Linked DNA regions of Sus scrofa: region 1 is linked to region 2. A link is a contact called in public Hi-C data. All regions are on one chromosome and are shown on one strand. The core of a region is the stretch at or near the end of the contact, and the rest is flanking DNA. Distances in the headings are between cores, read along the strand shown.

Region 1 (4,638 bases), core at 510-3,009, 79 kb before region 2:
TGCTTTGACCCATTTGTACCTGGGTATGTATGTGTAATTTTTAAATGATAGTCCTAGTTTTTCATTTTGAACTACATAATGTCATCAATTCCTACAATATTTGCCTTGAACTATCATAATATTATGGAGAAAAAGAAGATAACTCTGTTGAGTGGCTCCCACGCAATATTAGGTGCTCTTTGTCTAGGTGTTTTCACTTAAAACTCAAAAAAGTCTATGCCACTTGTCCTCCATTCCTGCATTGATGAGAATAGCAAAATGGGTCACAAACTCTGGGGTTAGACAGACCTGGATTTGAGACCTGGCTCTTCTACTTACTAACTGCATAATTTGCAAAAGTTATTTAGCTTCTCTGAACATTGACTTCTGTAGACTATAATGATTATAATTATTCTAACTATAATATGGTTATTGTAAGGTTAAACAAATATAATGCATGTGAAGATATAATTCATGTAAGAGTTCAATAAATGTTAGCTGTTGATATTATTCTCTTCATTTTTTTGGCTTAAGCGCAGGGCCTTACATTGTTTCCAAATACCTTAGATCTCCTTTGTTTGGGTCCTGGTTTCTACATAATGATATATTTTTGAACACAACTTTCTAAGTCAACTATACTCCAATAAAATTTATTTTTTAAGAAAGAGATTTTTGAATTATCTCCTGATATTTTAACTCTACCAGTTTTTTTGTCATGCAAATATTCATAAGCCTGCATTCTTTGGTCTCCAACTACTATATTGAACAGAAGTCAGCAAATCAGGAATTCTTGGCGTTGCTGCTTAAGGTTGAAGCCAAGCCTTTGAATGACATCTTTTGGTGATACTGGTGTCCTAACTGTGAAGTAATCCATTCAGCCATCTTCTTAACCCCTGCCCTGTATTTCTCCAATTTAACAATAAGGCGAGCACACCATGAGAGCTGGCAAATCGTAAGGTAAAACCTGAACATTCTGTGCACCTGCCTTCCTCTGACACTCGGGCAACCCAATCTTAAAAAGGAAATAAGATTAAATTGACATGACTTGTTCTGAGCAAATTCATACTCATTCCTTTCAATGTATTAGTTACAAATCATCTATTCTAGAGCTTTGCTTGGAATCTGCACAAGGCTCACTAATTTGTGTATAAAACTTACCCTTTTGCCCTTTTGGGAGTAGAAACATTTTCTAGCCACTGGGCATCTCTTATAGTCTTCATTCTCCATGGCAGTTGTCTGATCTCACTGGCAAATTCTTTCCATACTTTGGGCTAGACTTTGTTATTAACTGAAGTTTTAATTCCAATTCCACTCATTTGGAATGGATGGGGACTCTTTTACTATCTATTTTTCTTTTGTACATTTTAATTTTCTCTTAGTAAAGTTTGTTCTACAACTGATGTTCATTCTCCATGAGGGAGATTATGCAGAAAATCGATAAAGCAGAAAATTGAATAGTTCTTTAGTTGTGTTACTATCTGTTAAGTTTATGTTGCCTGAGATAGAGCATAGCTATTCCTTCTCTCACCTTTTCCTGGCTACAGAGATTAAAAAGAAAAACAGCTTTCTTGTTGTCTTCAGTGTTTATCTCAGTCCAAGTTTATTTTGACCCTTTACTTTCTCATATTATGTACTCTAAAGAGTTTTTTTCTTTCTTTTATCAAATCCATGACCCTGTTGACCCCTATATATCTCTTTGAACTCATCAGAGAACCCTCTGGGCCATAGGAACTTGAAGTCTTGTGATTCCAGATCCAATGCTTTTTTTCAGTTCCTCTATGAGAGCTGTCTGTTCAAAGGCCACCTCTCTACTATGTGTTGTTTATTTTTCCAGTTCAAGCTCAGAACATCATTTACAGTCAGTTATGAGAGACCATGGATCCTTATTAGATTTTCTTTCTAGGCAGCATATTTCTCTTCAACAGTATCCATTTTGAATAATGCTAAAGGAATGCCAGTGTAATAAGTTTTAACAATTTTTATTAAAGTATAGTCATTTTACAGTGTTGTGCCCATTTCTGCTGTACAGCAAAGTGACCTAGTCATACATATATATATATATATATATATATATATATATATATATACACATATTCTTTTTTTTTAAAGAAGTCCCATTTTTAAAGTCTACATTCCTCTTGTAAATATAGTCCTTCGGGCACTGTTTTACTTATCTTTTCTGAAGCCCCCTTTCTCAGACCATTACCTTTTTCACTATAGTGAAAAATCAAGGCCATTTTCTTCCAATGCTTCCTTGTTTCTACATTTGATGCCTCATTCTTTCTTGTTGCTCAAATTGGAATTCAGAAGTTTTTCGTTTTCCTTTTTTTTTTTTTTTTTTCTGGCTGTGCCCACAGCCTATGAAAGTTCCTGGGCCAGGGACTGACCCTGTGCCACAGCAGCAACCCGAGTCGCTGCAGTGACAACAGCAGATCCTTAATGCCCTGTGCCACAGGATAACTCCCCAGAAGAGATATCTTAAAAGCATTCTTCCTTTCCTTTATAGGGAAGTATTGTCAGCCATACAAGCCAAGAACAAGTCATCTATGCTGCTGTGTACTGGCTTGACTGTGTCTCCCCAAATTTATGATTTCCTGGAACCTGAGGATGTGACTTTATTTAGAAATGGGACCTTTGCAGATATAACCGAGTTCAGATGAAGTCATAATGGATTAGGGTGGGGTGAGGCTGAATTCAATATGGTTGGTGTCCCTTTACGAAGAGGGAAATTTAGACACAGGCAGAACACCATGTGGAGATGGAGACAGAGATGGGAGTAATGTGTTTAAAGCCAAAGAATGCCAGGGATTGCCAGCAAACATGGAATCTGGGAAGAGACTAGGATTCTTCCCTAGAGGCTTCAGAGGGAGCATGGCTACGCTGGCACCTTGATGTCAGACTTCTCGCTGCCAAACCGCAAGACAATCAGTTTCTCTTGCTTTCAGCCACCCAGGTTGTGATAATGTCTGATGGGGATGGTAGGAAGTTAATGATGCTGTTTACAGAATAGGATCCAACAGAGTCCAGATGGCCAGTGCTTTAGTCATTTTGCTGTGGGTACTAGAAGCCAGCATGGTGAGGTAGTGAGAACATAGACTTTAGAGTCAGAAGACGCCTGTTCAAGCCTTGGGTCTCACCGCACAGGCATTGTGTGATTTGAAAATGGTCAGTCAATCACACAGAATTTCTGAAGAATGGTGATAACACATGCCCCATCTGATAGGATTCCTGTGAGGGTATAAGAAGTGAAAGAAAATGTGAGAAAACACATTTTCAATTATAAAGTTCCGACAAATGCTAGTCAGCCTTTTTAAACCGAATTTCTTTCATTTGCCTGGGTATCTACATTATGGTCCCTTAAAGATGATATTTTTATTTCAGGGTTTATTCTCTCTCTCTCTTTTTGGCTGCACCCACAGCATATGGAAGTTCTTAGGTGAGGGATCAAATCCCAGCTGCAGCTGTGACCTGCGCCATGGTTGTGGCAACGCTGGATCCTTAACCTGCTGTGCCAGGCCAAGGATGACAGCCTCACAGCTGTGGAGACAACTTTGGATCCTTAATCCGCTGCACTACAGCGGTAACTCTAGGATTTATTCTCTCTTAAGTGCTTCTCCTCTCAGATTTTGAACTTCCACAGGAATGTATGCATTCTCTTTTAAATGTAACGCTTGCCTGGAATAGAACACTGTATTACTATCTTATCCCTTCAATGAAGCATTTTCCCTTTGAACAAGCCATTTTTCTTCATTGTATTCCAGGCCTGTATCTCATCAAGAAGTCTTGATTCTGAAACAGCATTTATCATTGCCTATCTAAAAATCTTCAGTGCACTGACACATTTGAGTTCTTGAGTTTCTCCCTGACCTACTTCTGTGACATCTTCTGAGAACTTTAAGATTTCTCTTCCATGGGACTTCTGGTTTTAAGTGGTTTCTGTCTCATTTTTTTTTTTTTTCTCTGAGATTTGATCTCCTTCTCACTTTTGTGCTGGGTTAGTCTCCTCCTACCCCCACTTCCCCAGTGTATTTGAAAATAGCTTTCTTCAGATGCTCTTGTGGTTGATGTTCCATTATTCTGCTTCATGCAGAGTGTCTGTTTGTCATCAGACAGGCATTACCCTGGTTAAAATATTATTCTGTGATTTAATTTTTTTTCCTTTTTTTTTCCCTCACAGCCTAGATAAAAAGATTTAGGGAAAACATAATGTTCTCCCCCCCTCAGATATCTGAGGGGCTGTCATGTGTGGATATAGGATAAGACTCATTCTACATAGAATCATGGGAGGAAATTATAGAGGCAGATGTGACCCTACTTTAATAAAGAGAACTTTCGAATGATCAGAGCTGTCCTAAGACAGAATGACATGCCTTGTAGGCTTGTCAGCTCTATTTTTGGAAATGAGCATCTGAGGTCATGTTCTCTAGAGGCAGAGCCTGAAAGGGGGATTCTGGTGTGAGTGATTCATTGAGGAGAGACCTATAGAAGAGTGGAGAAGCAGGACAGGGCAGGAGAGGAAGCTGGGCAAAGATAGGAGTTCAGCTGAAGTCCAACCTCAGTCTGACCCCCCAGGGGGTTCTGAGCCCCTTTATCAGTGGGTCATTGCCAGTGGTCTGCCCAGGATGGAGAGGGGAAAGGCATCACCCTCTTGGGCGTTTC
Region 2 (4,619 bases), core at 635-3,134:
TGCAGGGGCATTCCAATGGAAGTTATACAAATTTCATGTTAGTATGTGTTCCCAGAATTACCAAGAGAACGAATTGTGACATAAAGAGTTGTTGTAATATCACTTCTTTATAAGGATTTAGGAAGCTGGTAATTGGCTCCATAATCTTGTTCTGAGATAAGGGTATGCTTTCCTAGGAAAATGATTTTCTCTTCAGAGAATTACCATGATTTTGGTAGGTTGAGAACTGGTCTCTTGGGAGGAAGTTTTGTTTTTGCTGTAGACCCACTGTGTGGAGAGAGTGCTCTGGTGTAGAGAAGCAACTTTTAAAATATATATGTTTTTAATTTTTGAAATGAAAACAAAGTCTGGTTCAAAGAAAACATCATCTGTAAATCCAATATAGGACAGATTAAAAAACTGTTCAATTTGGGGAGGAGTGGAAGCAGATAGAGGGGTACAGCTCTGTCCCTTGATCACCCCACTCTTGCATAAAGCATTTTCTATTGAACCTGTTTGAGCAGCACAATTTGAAAAACCTCCAGTGACATATAAAGATCACTAGATTAGGAATCCAAAGACTTAGTCCTGATCAAGAACTGGTATTACTGAACCTCTGTGTGACCAAATTTCCTCATCTGTGAAATAAGGAGATTGAACTAGGTATCTTTCAGCTCAAATTCAAGGGAACCATTAGCAGCTGTGTGCAAGTCACAAAGCTCTGCTGTTATCAGTTCTCCACTGCAAAATATGATGCTCACTGAAGGGTAAAATTTGCATGCCTACCTCAGAGTTCTAAGCATTAGGAGATTTTTTTTTAACCTTAAAAATTTAATGGAGTTAGGAGAAAATTGCAGTGTAAAATAGAAACTATAAAATTATCCTTGTTCTTAGTGATTTCAATATATCCTTCTTTCTCATATCATTTTAAACTATCAGTGGTATTTCATTGATAAACTCAAGGTGGACTGCCCACTATCTGACAGACACTGAACTAAATATTGAGGATAGAAAAGAGGACTAAAAACTGCCCACTACTCTACAAACATTCGTAATCCCCTCCTCTCAAATACAAAAGTTAATGGCTTCTTAATGTTCCCTTCAACAGAACCTTTTTGATTGTGATGCTGCATTCCTTCTCAATGATAGAGATGGTGCTGCAGAGGGACATATTAAAACTAAATGAAAAGTGAAGTGTACTCATTTAGAAAAAAACTGTATTTAAAAATGGTATTTTCTGTAAGGAGAATGGCTTTGTTGTAAATGATCTTTGATCAACTTGAGCAGAGTGTTTAGTTCTATGGCTATAAGAGGCTTTGTTTTCCTATTAAGTGGAGTATCTCTTAAATGTGAAGATGGTTCCATTGTCTAGAGGGAGACAATGCCACTTACACTGTCCATATTGCCTACTTGATTCTGGATTGCTAGTGTTGCTTGGGTCCAAAGTGGGAAGAGTTGATGAACATGCAAAAGAGCCAAATGAAGGTTTAGAATGGAACTGTGAAAGGCCCATTCCCTCTACACCTAGACCCAAATTCCCTTTCTCTGATAAAAACCACAGCTTTTGGGTAGGTCTCCCTTTGTTATTTCCGACTGGTAGACCCCCCCAGCTCAATCCACAAATGCACACCCACTCACTCTGAGAGTGACTCTCCCCAAGGTGGAGCTGATGTCCACCCTTCACTCTAGTCAAGGGCCCCCACCTCATATAACCACCCAACTGTTGACTCGCGTTCAAGGGCCACCACCATCACCCACTCCAGCACCATCTTCCAGGAACTGGCCTCTCCCCCATTAGTCCCCGCCCCTCTTCTGAGAGCACCCAATGGGTGGAGTCGGGGCTGCAGTGGGAGGAGCCTGAGGCGGGCACATTTAAAGAAAGGCAGAGGGCGAAAGGAGGCAAGAGAGGAGAAGAAAGAGAAACCAGGGGGGCGAGGCGCCGTCCAATGACAAAGCCCAGGGGTGGGCGCCGGCCGCCATCTTGTACCGGGCGGCAGGATCTTCACCCGCGTCCTCCGCCCTCGGAGGGGGAGGGGCGGAGGCGGCGAGAAAAGTAACGAGAGACGCGCCGGCCGGGGAGGCGCCAGCGGCGGCCGCCGCCGCAGAGCCGAACGCGGGCGGGGACGACGGCGGCGGCGCGACCCGGCGAACGCGGGCGGCCGCGAGCGGCCTCCGATGCGGCGCAGCGTGAAGAGGCGGCGGCGCCGGCCCCCGGCAGCCCCGGCCGCGGCCGCCCGGGGCGGCGGCTTTAGGGCGGGAGCAGGGCCCGAGCTGGAGGCGCGGGAGGAGAAGGTGGTATACTCGCGGTCTCAACTGTCGCTGGCCGACAGCACCAAGGCGCTGGGCGACGCCTTCAAGCTGTTCATGCCCCGCAGCACGGAGTTCATGAGCTCGGACGCGGAGCTCTGGAGCTTCCTCTGCAGCCTTAAGCACCAGTTCTCCCCGCATATCCTGCGCAGCAAGGACGTCTACGGCTACTCCTCCTGCCGGGCCCTGGTCCCCGACCCCCCGGGACCCCCCGCTGCCCGCGGCCGGACACGCAGGCCAGCACCGAGTGCGGCGGCCAGGAGGAGGCGCCGCGGAGCCCGGGCGCCCGCCGCCCGCCGGAGGAAGCCCCCGCCACCGCCGCCGCTGTCGCCGCTGCCGGCCCCCGAGGAGAGCTGCCCTGCCAAGCCCGCGGCGCCCGGGCCCTGCTTCGGGGGCCGCACCCTGGAGGAGATCTGGAGGGCGGCCACCCCGACGCTGACCACCTTTCCCACCATTCGCGTCGGCGGCGACGTGTGGGGCGAGCGCAGCCTGGCGGCGGCGCGGCGCCGGGCAAGCCAAGTCCTGCGAGTGAACCTGGAACCCGTGGTGAGGCTCCGCCGCTTCCCCGTGCCCCGGGCGTGAAACGCAGCCCGCGACGGCTTCCCGGCCAGGGACGGGGCTTCCGCCTGGAGGGATGGACAAGTGTCAGTCGAGTGTTTACAGATCCGGCCAGGACCCCGTCCCCTCGTGCACTTTACGGGCAAAGAAGTCACCGGATGCTTTTCCCGGCCTCGCGGCGCCGCCGTCTGGGGCTCAGGGACAGGTGTGCCCTCCGCTGCCTCCTGGCGCCCGGGCTGCGGAGGAGGAGACAGCCGGACCCGCAGGGGAGGGCCCTATGCTTCCTTACCCCGGACTGAGACATCTCCAGGACTGGAGGGGCAGATCCGTTTTCTCCCTTTGGACTCTACCTCACTGGTCTGGAAGTTCTCTGAAGAAGTCGTTATTTTTCCAAAGGAATTTGGTTTCGTGTTTGTGTAATAAAGCCAGAATCTACTTGCTTTCCCCCCAAATCCTCCCCCCACCCCATTTTTCTTTGCAACTGCCACCCCTCTTTCTGGACGAAAGATTGAACCTGTTTTGTACTCAGGGTATTCTGAATCCCATTCGTTTCCTAATTTTAACCGGATTCCAAAGCTCTGACCAAGGATATTTTTCTAAGAGATTCAAGCTTATGACTGTAATAGTGCAAGGATTTGTATGCTTTGAATTCCATGGGCTCAGTGATTACAAACAAAGAGATGCAAAGTACAACTGTTTGAACATTTTTGAGGTGTTCCTAAAGATTTTATATTGAAATTTAATGTTTATATTTACTGAGCTCCTAAATAAAATGGTATAAACTCATATGAAGTTCTGTTTAGGAAAAGCTGACTTGTTAAGATTCTTTTTAATTAAATAAAAATTAAAGTGCATTGAAACCACATGGCTTGTGATAAAGAAAAATTAGTTATAAAGAACTGGTGTTGGTTAAAGAGATGGATGGAATCCTATTGGAAATGATTTGGCTTCATTGTACTGGTCTAACATACAAATCCAGGAATAGTTGAAGGATAACCTATTTTAAATTGCAAATAGCAGAGAAGAAATAAATGTGTTCAAACTTTGTGATTAAAATGATAAACAGAATACCCATTAGAATTCTCAGAACTATTAGTCATCTAGAGGGGTGGGGGCATTTCTTGGTATCAAATAACTGGTTGAAGTTACTTTGGGCAAAATAGATCTCTTTCTTTACTTTCTGTTGTTGGATAGCAAGAAATGCCCAGAATAATATCCATTATTCTTATAAACATTATGACAATTAGTTGACTTTTGCTCCATGAGTTAACTTTTTAAAAAATCTTAATTCCATTTGTAATTATGTTTGTAGTTACCGGTCTTTGTTGACAGCTGAAGACCACAGGAATCGTTGATCAGGCGAGTCACACAGTACTGACCCTTCTTTTACACTTTTATAATAGCATTTATACCATATGGCCCAGTGTGGAATTCTTGATTATCCAAGTGCCTTTGGTCATTGGTGGCAGCAAGACTTAATGGTTTTTAGCCAGTGGTGCCACAGCCAGATTTTACTGCAATATCTAAAGGGTCAAGTAGTGTTTTGTACCACTATTTTTCAAATTTAAGTATTCTGCCATGGAATGATTCATACTGGCTAGAACTTGACATACGATATCCTTAATATTAAGGCTTATCTCTGCTTGGCAGCTTCTTAGGAGAATTATTTTAATAAGAGTTGCAATTTTGACTCTTGCGATCTTAGAATTCAAATGCTATTGCTTTCTGAATTGAAAATTTCAACTTTAATAGTCCATAAGTAGGAGTTTTGTGAC

What was found. A called contact is a pair of places that touch in the nucleus more often than the background predicts.
Region 1: a Hi-C map of liver shows a contact between it and region 2, with 4 times the contacts expected there. The contact joins the enhancer-like site here to the promoter of CCDC71L in region 2. A contact is called at or near these places in 1 of 5 promoter capture datasets (liver), 11 of 47 Hi-C or Micro-C datasets (adipocytes, embryonic fibroblasts, fetal liver and 6 more) and 1 of 2 datasets of contacts at active chromatin or transcription factors (alveolar macrophages).

Annotation. Positions count from the first base shown.
Region 1 is chr9:106,621,627-106,626,264 of Sscrofa11.1, reverse strand. LOC102163285 (a long non-coding RNA gene) reads left to right here. Exons shown (of 3, transcript XR_002335907.1): 2 at 1-23. Among named protein-coding and RNA genes, the nearest start is that of CCDC71L, 79 kb to the right of the region's middle. Within about 2 kb of position 1,759, at least 3 of the 83 cell types and tissues checked have an H3K27ac peak or open chromatin away from gene starts, as enhancers often do. A contact at or near this core is called in fetal liver and liver, where this site is marked.
Region 2 is chr9:106,542,589-106,547,207 of Sscrofa11.1, reverse strand. It overlaps CCDC71L (coiled-coil domain-containing protein 71L), which reads left to right and starts at 1,884. Exons shown (of 1, transcript XM_021063516.1): 1 at 1,884-4,619. The coding sequence starts at 2,155. The coding sequence ends at 2,868. The region is part of intron 2 of LOC102163285 (a long non-coding RNA gene); the gene reads left to right.